Linked DNA regions of Danio rerio: region 1 is linked to region 2. Evidence: chromatin contacts called from public HiCAR-type data. All regions are on one chromosome and are shown on one strand. The core of a region is the stretch at or near the end of the contact, and the rest is flanking DNA. Distances in the headings are between cores, read along the strand shown.

Region 1 (3,687 bases), core at 84-2,583, 220 kb before region 2:
TCAGATACCTCACTTAATGCAGTGACGATGTGTAGTTTTACTGTAGTTTTCAAATGGTTGTGCAAATGGTAGAAAGTGCTGTCTTGAGCATTTTCAGGAAGTGTCACCAAATTGTTTTTGCATTAGAAAAAAATGTCCAGAGTAAACGGTCATAATGAAACATGACAAAGCCATTTGACTATCTTGTTCATAAACAATGATGTCAGGACTTTTCATCTTGATGACACTAAGACTTTCATTGGCATCAATACTTGCTTTTGAGGAATGAACTATCCATTGTGAGCATGTGGCATGCTTTTGCAGGTTATCAACTAGGTTTTGCAGTTTGTACTAATTGTTCTGAGAAATGCATTGACTGTTGTGCAAATGTAAATAATGTTGTGAGAAATGCAAAAAAAAAAGAGACTGAGAAAAACTGTAAATAGGTAATCATAAAAGTTAATAATAAAAGTAAAGTCATTTAGAAATATTTTGAGATAGCATATCATAATAAAGTTAAATAATAAAATTAAATAAAATAGGATAACAACTCTTATTGTGTTAAATGCCAGACTATAGAGATTCGGTTTTTCAGTTATCATTAAATTTGCATATAGACAGACAGACAGACAGACAGACAGACAGACAGACAGACAGACAGACAGACAGACAGACAGACAGATAGATAGATAGATAGATAGATAGATAGATAGATAGATAGATAGATAGATAGATAGCTGTTCATTTAAGTTCTGTCTTACATAATCCAGATAGAAAATGCTATTCTCAGACAGCTGAAAACAAGCTATAGACTTCTAATAGTGCAACACTGTACATGCTACACACATTATCCAGCCATAATTAATCCTCACAGTACTCTTAAAACGTCCACTTCAAAACACCTCAGCAATGCAATTACACACACAAGTACATATTGTTCATTTGCCACTATATTTATGCATGTAAATAGACAGTAACATGACCGCTATAAAGTATGACTTCCCATTTTACAATTGTGTGGTTATAAATATCTGCAGCGCATAGTTACATGGTGTCTTTTCAACACCGCCTCTAAATAAAACTTCATTTAGCTGGCGAATGAGTCGACTCGTTCTCTTACGTGTCTATCCCAAAGGATTCGCTTTTATTGAATCAATCAGTGCAAATAAATCTTTTTAGAGCAACTAGTTCAAAAAGATTCGAGTCACTGGAATGAGTCAAAATCCCCACTGTTACTTTTGAATCAGATGTCTCTCAGGATGATGGACATTTGATCCGGCCAATCAGCGAGTTCAGCTTCTCGATAGGCGGGATTATTGGTTGCATCGTAACAAGCTAGGCTGCAACCCCCCCAGTCTCAACTCCTCCATACAAACACACACGAGCGGTGGCTTGTTTTGGTCTGGTACGGCTTCGCAAAATAAGAAAACTCAGCGACTTTCGGAGGAACTTATGCAGCGGTTTAAACGGACTCGGTACATCTCCGTTGTTAAATAACGCTGAGATGCAAACTCCGCGCTCGTGCTTTGTTTAATTGCACTTTTGGGATTTTTGCAGACAGCGCTTTGATCTCCGGGGTAAACGGGGTCGTGCGCTGCTGACTGCGCTTGTTTTGATAATGCATTCGGATCTCTGGACTGAAAAGGACGCTGTTTTGTAAATATCACTGTTTTGTATTTTTATACATCACAAACTTGGTGCTTTCCGGTACTTGCAATATTCTTTGAAGATGTCCGATGGATTATTTAAAGTTAGTTTTAACAATGTAATGCTGCTGACGATAATCCAAGTGTGCTACGGTATCAATGAACTGTTATAACTGAAGCTCGTGTCGGAGTGCACAAAAGTGACTTGTTTTAGTGTTATTTTTCCTCAATTTTTACTAAATGGAAACGTTTTTGTGTCGGCGTTCACGTTTGGTGAAGATTGCACACGTAACGCTTTGACTTCCGATCCTGCAATTTTTCTGTAAATATTTTTATATATATACCATGGCAAGCCCGACTACGGAGCAAGGATGTTTTTCAGACGTGAAAAAGGTGGGTTATTTAAGGAAACCCAAAAGCATGCACAAAAGGTTTTTTGTACTGAGGGCGGCGAGCGCCTCCGGACCGTCCCGACTGGAGTACTATGAAAACGAGAAGAAGTGGAGACACAAGTCTGGAGCGCCGAAAAGATCCATTCCGCTGGAGAGCTGCTTTAACATCAACAAAAGAGCGGATTCAAAAAACAAACATCTCGTCGCGCTTTATACCAAGGATGAGTACTTTGCTATCGCTGCTGACAGCGAGATCGAGCAAGAGTCATGGTATGAAGCCCTGGTTGATCTCCATAACAGAGGTAAGGTCCACGAAACTGCCCCGGGCCGTGGAGTTGGCGAGGATAATTACGGGGAAGCCACGCCGGGACCTGCCTTTAAAGAGGTTTGGCAAGTTATATTGAAACCAAAGGGTCTGGGTCACACAAAGAACTTGATTGGAGTTTACAGATTATGCCTCACCAATAAGACTATCAGCTTTGTGAAACTGAATTCGGATGCAGCAGCTGTGGTTTTGCAGTTGATGAACATTAGGAGATGTGGTCACTCTGAAAATTTCTTTTTTATTGAAGTCGGCCGATCTGCTGTGACAGGCCCCGGGGAGTTTTGGATGCAAGTGGATGACTCTGTTGTGGCTCAGAACATGCATGAAACTATATTAGAAGCCATGAAAGCCATGAGTGAGGAGTTCAGACCCCGCAGCAAAAGCCAGTCATCTTCTAACTGCTCAAACCCCATCTCAGTGCCTGTCAGGCGGCATCATCACAATAATCCTCCCCCTAGTCAAGTTGGCTTAGGCAGGCGCTCTCGGGCGGAGAGTGTGACGGCCACTTCTCCTGTTAGGCCTGGCAAACACAGCCATTCGTTTAGAGTGAGAGCATCTAGTGATGGAGAGGGCACCATGTCCAGGCCGGCATCTGTGGACGGGAGTCCAAGCAGCCCGAGCAATGCCCGACCTCAATCGCAACGGCACAGAGGGGGATCCAGACTTCACCCGCCACTCAATCACAGCAGATCAATACCCACGCCCACCTCACGGTGCTCCCCCTCAGCCATCAGCCCCATCAGCCTGTCCTCCAGCAGCACGAGCGGGCATGGCTCCACATCTGACTGCCTCTTTCCACGTCGCTCTAGTGCCTCGATATCTGGATCACCCAGCGATGGCGGATTCATCTCCTCAGATGAATATGGATCCAGCCCCTGTGACTTTCGAAGCTCGTTTCGTAGCGTGACTCCAGACTCGCTTGGCCACACACCACCTGCCAGGGAGGAAGAGATAAACAACTACATCTGCATGGCAAAGCCCGGTTCACTTCCTGGTGCCGGGAGCCAGTCACGAAGCCAATCTAGAGGAACACCGTCAAGACTAGAGGAGCCTGAGTTGGAAAAATGTTTTCGGAAAAGAACTCATTCTTCTGGTGCTTCGCCGCCAACTCCATGCCATCAGAAAACTCCCTCACAATCGCCTGCTGCATCTTTAGAGGAATACACTGTGATGATGCCTACATACCCACGAAGCCGCTCTGCATCATCGTCATCATCAACATATAGGCACTCATTCATGCCAACACATTCATACCCAGAGGAAGGTACAGATGCATCACAAGCAAAAGATGAAAGGGGGCCAGATCACAAAGATGACGGCTATATGCCCATGCTGCCAGGCGTTG
Region 2 (3,417 bases), core at 199-2,698:
CCAATGAAGAACCAAAAAACATTGTTCTATATACAATTCTGAATATATATAATTGTGTTCCACAAAAAAAGAAAGCCAAAGATACTGTAAAGAACACGGGCTTTATTGTATTGATCAATACCACTGGTTATAGTTAATATTCAAAATATATCAATTTGTTCCACAGAGGGGAAAAAAGGTCTACATTAGTAGAAGCAAGTAAATTTTTCACTAGTCATTTTCTGAAAATGTTTTGTGAAAATGGAGTTCCTATTATAAAACCAAGAAATAGCCAAAAGTTTAGATGGGAGCTCTCGATATTATGCTGAATTGGATCTCAAGTGTTTTTCAAGACAGTGATTAAATGATGACATAAGGAAAATAAAGAAAATGAAAAATCTCATTTAAATGCACAATTTAGCCAAAAATGTAGATTTAGTTTCATTTACTCGTCCATGTTGTTTCAAAAAGACTTTGTTTATTCAGTAGAACACAATAAAGAAACACACTGAAGTTCCTAAAACATTGGACTCCAATGACAAACCAAAAAACATTGTTCAATATACAATTCTTAATATATTCAATTGTGTTTCACACAAAAAGAAAGCCAAAGATACTGTAAAGAACACTCAGTTGATTGCATTGATCAAAACTCTCGATATCATGCTGATTTGGATCCTAAATGTTTAAATTCATGATATATTCACTTGCGTTCCACAAAAAAGAAAGCCAAAGATGAGGGTCACTAAATGTTGCATATCAGGTAGAGAATAATCACATACAAATATCAAAAATGGTTGAGTCATGAATGGATCTGAAGATGTATTCAATGGGAATTGTGGGTAATATGTTGATGTGTATCCCAAACAATCCATTGACTGCTGTCAAACACACGACAGAGAGCTGATGAAGATAATGCAAAAGGATGAGGTGTACTGTAAATAAGGAAAAGACAAACATCTGGATAATAGCACTCACGGTATCAGCGGATCTGTTCTCCTGGAACAGCTGATCTCCAGGTGTGTTCGGTGTGTGCGTTTCTCAACACCGCACGTTCTCGAATCCCCCCACGGCTGACAGACAAGCCCGGCGACGCAGCTCGGAGCAAGCACACACTGGCTGGAGAAAGAGAAGGATGAAGGACGTGTCCATCTTTGACTTTTCCAGAGCTCTGAAGAAAACCCGACGGCGGTTGTTAGTGTTCAACCCCTTCTCCACCTACGACCTCTCCTGCTGGGGCTACAGCCACCACGGGTGTCCCCTCCCCTACCAAAGGCTTCTGGCAAGATCCACAGCTCCCTTTGGTGGTTGCCTCATCTGCGCTGTCCCCACACACGCGTGGTGTGTGTGTGTGTGTGGGGTGGGCTGCGTGCGGATGCGCGTAGTATGAGCGTGTTCTCGTTTAGCCGGCTGCGGTGAGTGTGCGTAGATGTTAGGCTGCTAAATGCATCGTGTCCTACAATCTCTTTGATCCGTCCTCCCCTGCTGCTGTTGCGGCTGCCGTCACACACACACACACCCCCGTGCGCGTCACTCTCACACGTAGCGATGAACCCAGCTCGGGCGTCAGTAAGCTGACTATAGCTATAGCATCTGTCTTTTCTTCTCCCTCTTTCTCCCTCTCTCTCTCTCTCTCTCTACCTTCTTCTTTGCGTTCTGATCTCCTTCCCTCCAGCTCTCTCCAACCCTCACTGCTTACTCACTTCATCCCCTGGTGATCATCTCTCTCTCTTCTCTCTCTTTCTTTTTCTGCGACCCTTGTGTCTCTCAACCAATCGTGTTGCTTGCTTAGAGCTGTCCATGGTCCTGAAGGAGAGAAAGAGAGAGAGAGTGTGAGTGAGAAAGATTTTGTTTGTGACTATCCCGTCTTTAGGGCATGACTTCTGCCCGTACAATGTTATCACTAGGGCAACTACACCGTCTGATGCAAAAAGGCTCTCAGAAATGTCTGTTGTCTTATGTTTTGGTGTTTAAATATGAAAGAAAAGGGGATGAGAAAGAAAAGGGAATAGGAAATAGGAAAGAAAAGGAAATAAAGGAGAATGAAAGGAAGTAGCAGGAAAGAAAGGGAAGGGAAGGAAAAGAAAGGAAAGGAGAGGAAATGAAAGGAAAGTAGATGTGAGCAAAGGAAAGAAAAAGAAAGAAAGAAAGAAAGAAAGAAAGAAAGAAAGAAAGAAAGAAAGAAAGAAAGAAAGAAAGAAAGGAAAAGTGGGGAAAGGAAGGAAAGGAGAGAAAATTAAAGGAGAGGAAAGGAAAGGAAAGGAAAGGAAAGGAAAGGAGAGGAGAGGAGAGGAGAGGAAAGTAAAGTATATGAAAGGAAAAGTGGAAAAAGGAAGGAAAGGAAAGAGGAAAAAAGGAGAGGTGAGGAAAGGAAGAAAAGAAAGAATGGGAAAGGGAATGAAGGGAAATAAAAAAGGGAAATGAGAGAAAATGAAGGGAAGGAATGGAAACAAAAGGAGAGGAAAGGAAATGAAGAAATGAAAGATTAGGGGAGGAAAGGAAAGAGGAAAGGAAATGAGAGAAAAGGAAGGAAGGAAAGAAAAGAACGGAAAAGAGAGTTGAGCATAGGAAAGAAGAGAAATGTAAAGAAACTAGAGGAAAGAAAGAAAGTGAGAAAGAAAGGAAATGAAAGGAAAAAGAAGGAAAGGAAATTAAATTAAATGAAAAGTTGGAAAAGGAAGGAAAGAAAGGAAAGGAGAGAAAAGTAAAGGGGAGGAAAGGAAATGAAACGAAGGAAAGGAGAGGAAAGGAAAAGAAAAGAGATGTAAGCAAAGGAAAGGTAAAGAGAGGTAAAAAATGAGAGAAAGGGAAGGAAAGAAAAGAAGAGAAAATAAAGGACAGGAGAGGAGAAAAATAAATAAAAGGAAGGAGAGAAAAGGACAAGACAGAAAAGAATGGAAAAGAAAAGAAAAGAAAAGAAAAGGAATGAAATCATAGGAGGGGATGGTCAAAGAAAAGGAAAGATAAAGAGAGTTGAGCAAAGGAAAGGAAAGAAAAGAAGAGGAAAGAAAAAGAAGAAAAGTAAAGGAAGGATAGGAAAGTAAGGAAAGAAGTTATGAATTTTGAGTGTTCTGGACTATAAAAGGTGCTGCTTTAAACAGATTTATTTCTGCAATGGTTTTTTTTTCTTCTTTTCATCTGGTTTACTAACTCATTGGTTTATTGGACAGATCAGTTCTCTTGTATTTCCTGTGTGACATGATAAAGACTATGTAGGTTGAAACGTCCTCTTAACATTAGATTAGATTCAACTTTAATGTAATTACAGATGTACAAGTACAAGGCAACAAAATAAAGGTTAGGTCTAACCAGGAGTGCAATAGCAGCAAGAGGATTAAGACATAGGATTAAGTTATAAAGTGCAATTATAGAAAAACTATATGGTGAGACAGATTACAGATGGATGAACTATGAACATTATACAGGTTATACAAGCTG

Evidence for each region. HiCAR-type assays count read pairs that join an accessible place to other places.
Region 1: a contact with region 2 is called in a HiCAR-type map of caudal fin, with 10 times the contacts expected there. The contact joins the promoter of irs1 here to the promoter of nyap2a in region 2. A contact is called at or near these places in 3 of 4 datasets of contacts at active chromatin or transcription factors (caudal fin, embryo and gastrula embryo).

Annotation. Positions count from the first base shown.
Region 1 is chr15:38,599,687-38,603,373 of GRCz12tu, reverse strand. irs1 (insulin receptor substrate 1) reads left to right here and starts at 1,333. Exons shown (of 2, transcript XM_682610.11): 1 at 1,333-3,687. The coding sequence starts at 1,971.
Region 2 is chr15:38,378,905-38,382,321 of GRCz12tu, reverse strand. nyap2a (neuronal tyrosine-phosphorylated phosphoinositide-3-kinase adaptor 2a) reads right to left here and starts at 1,448. Exons shown (of 7, transcript XM_001340889.8): 1 at 958-1,448.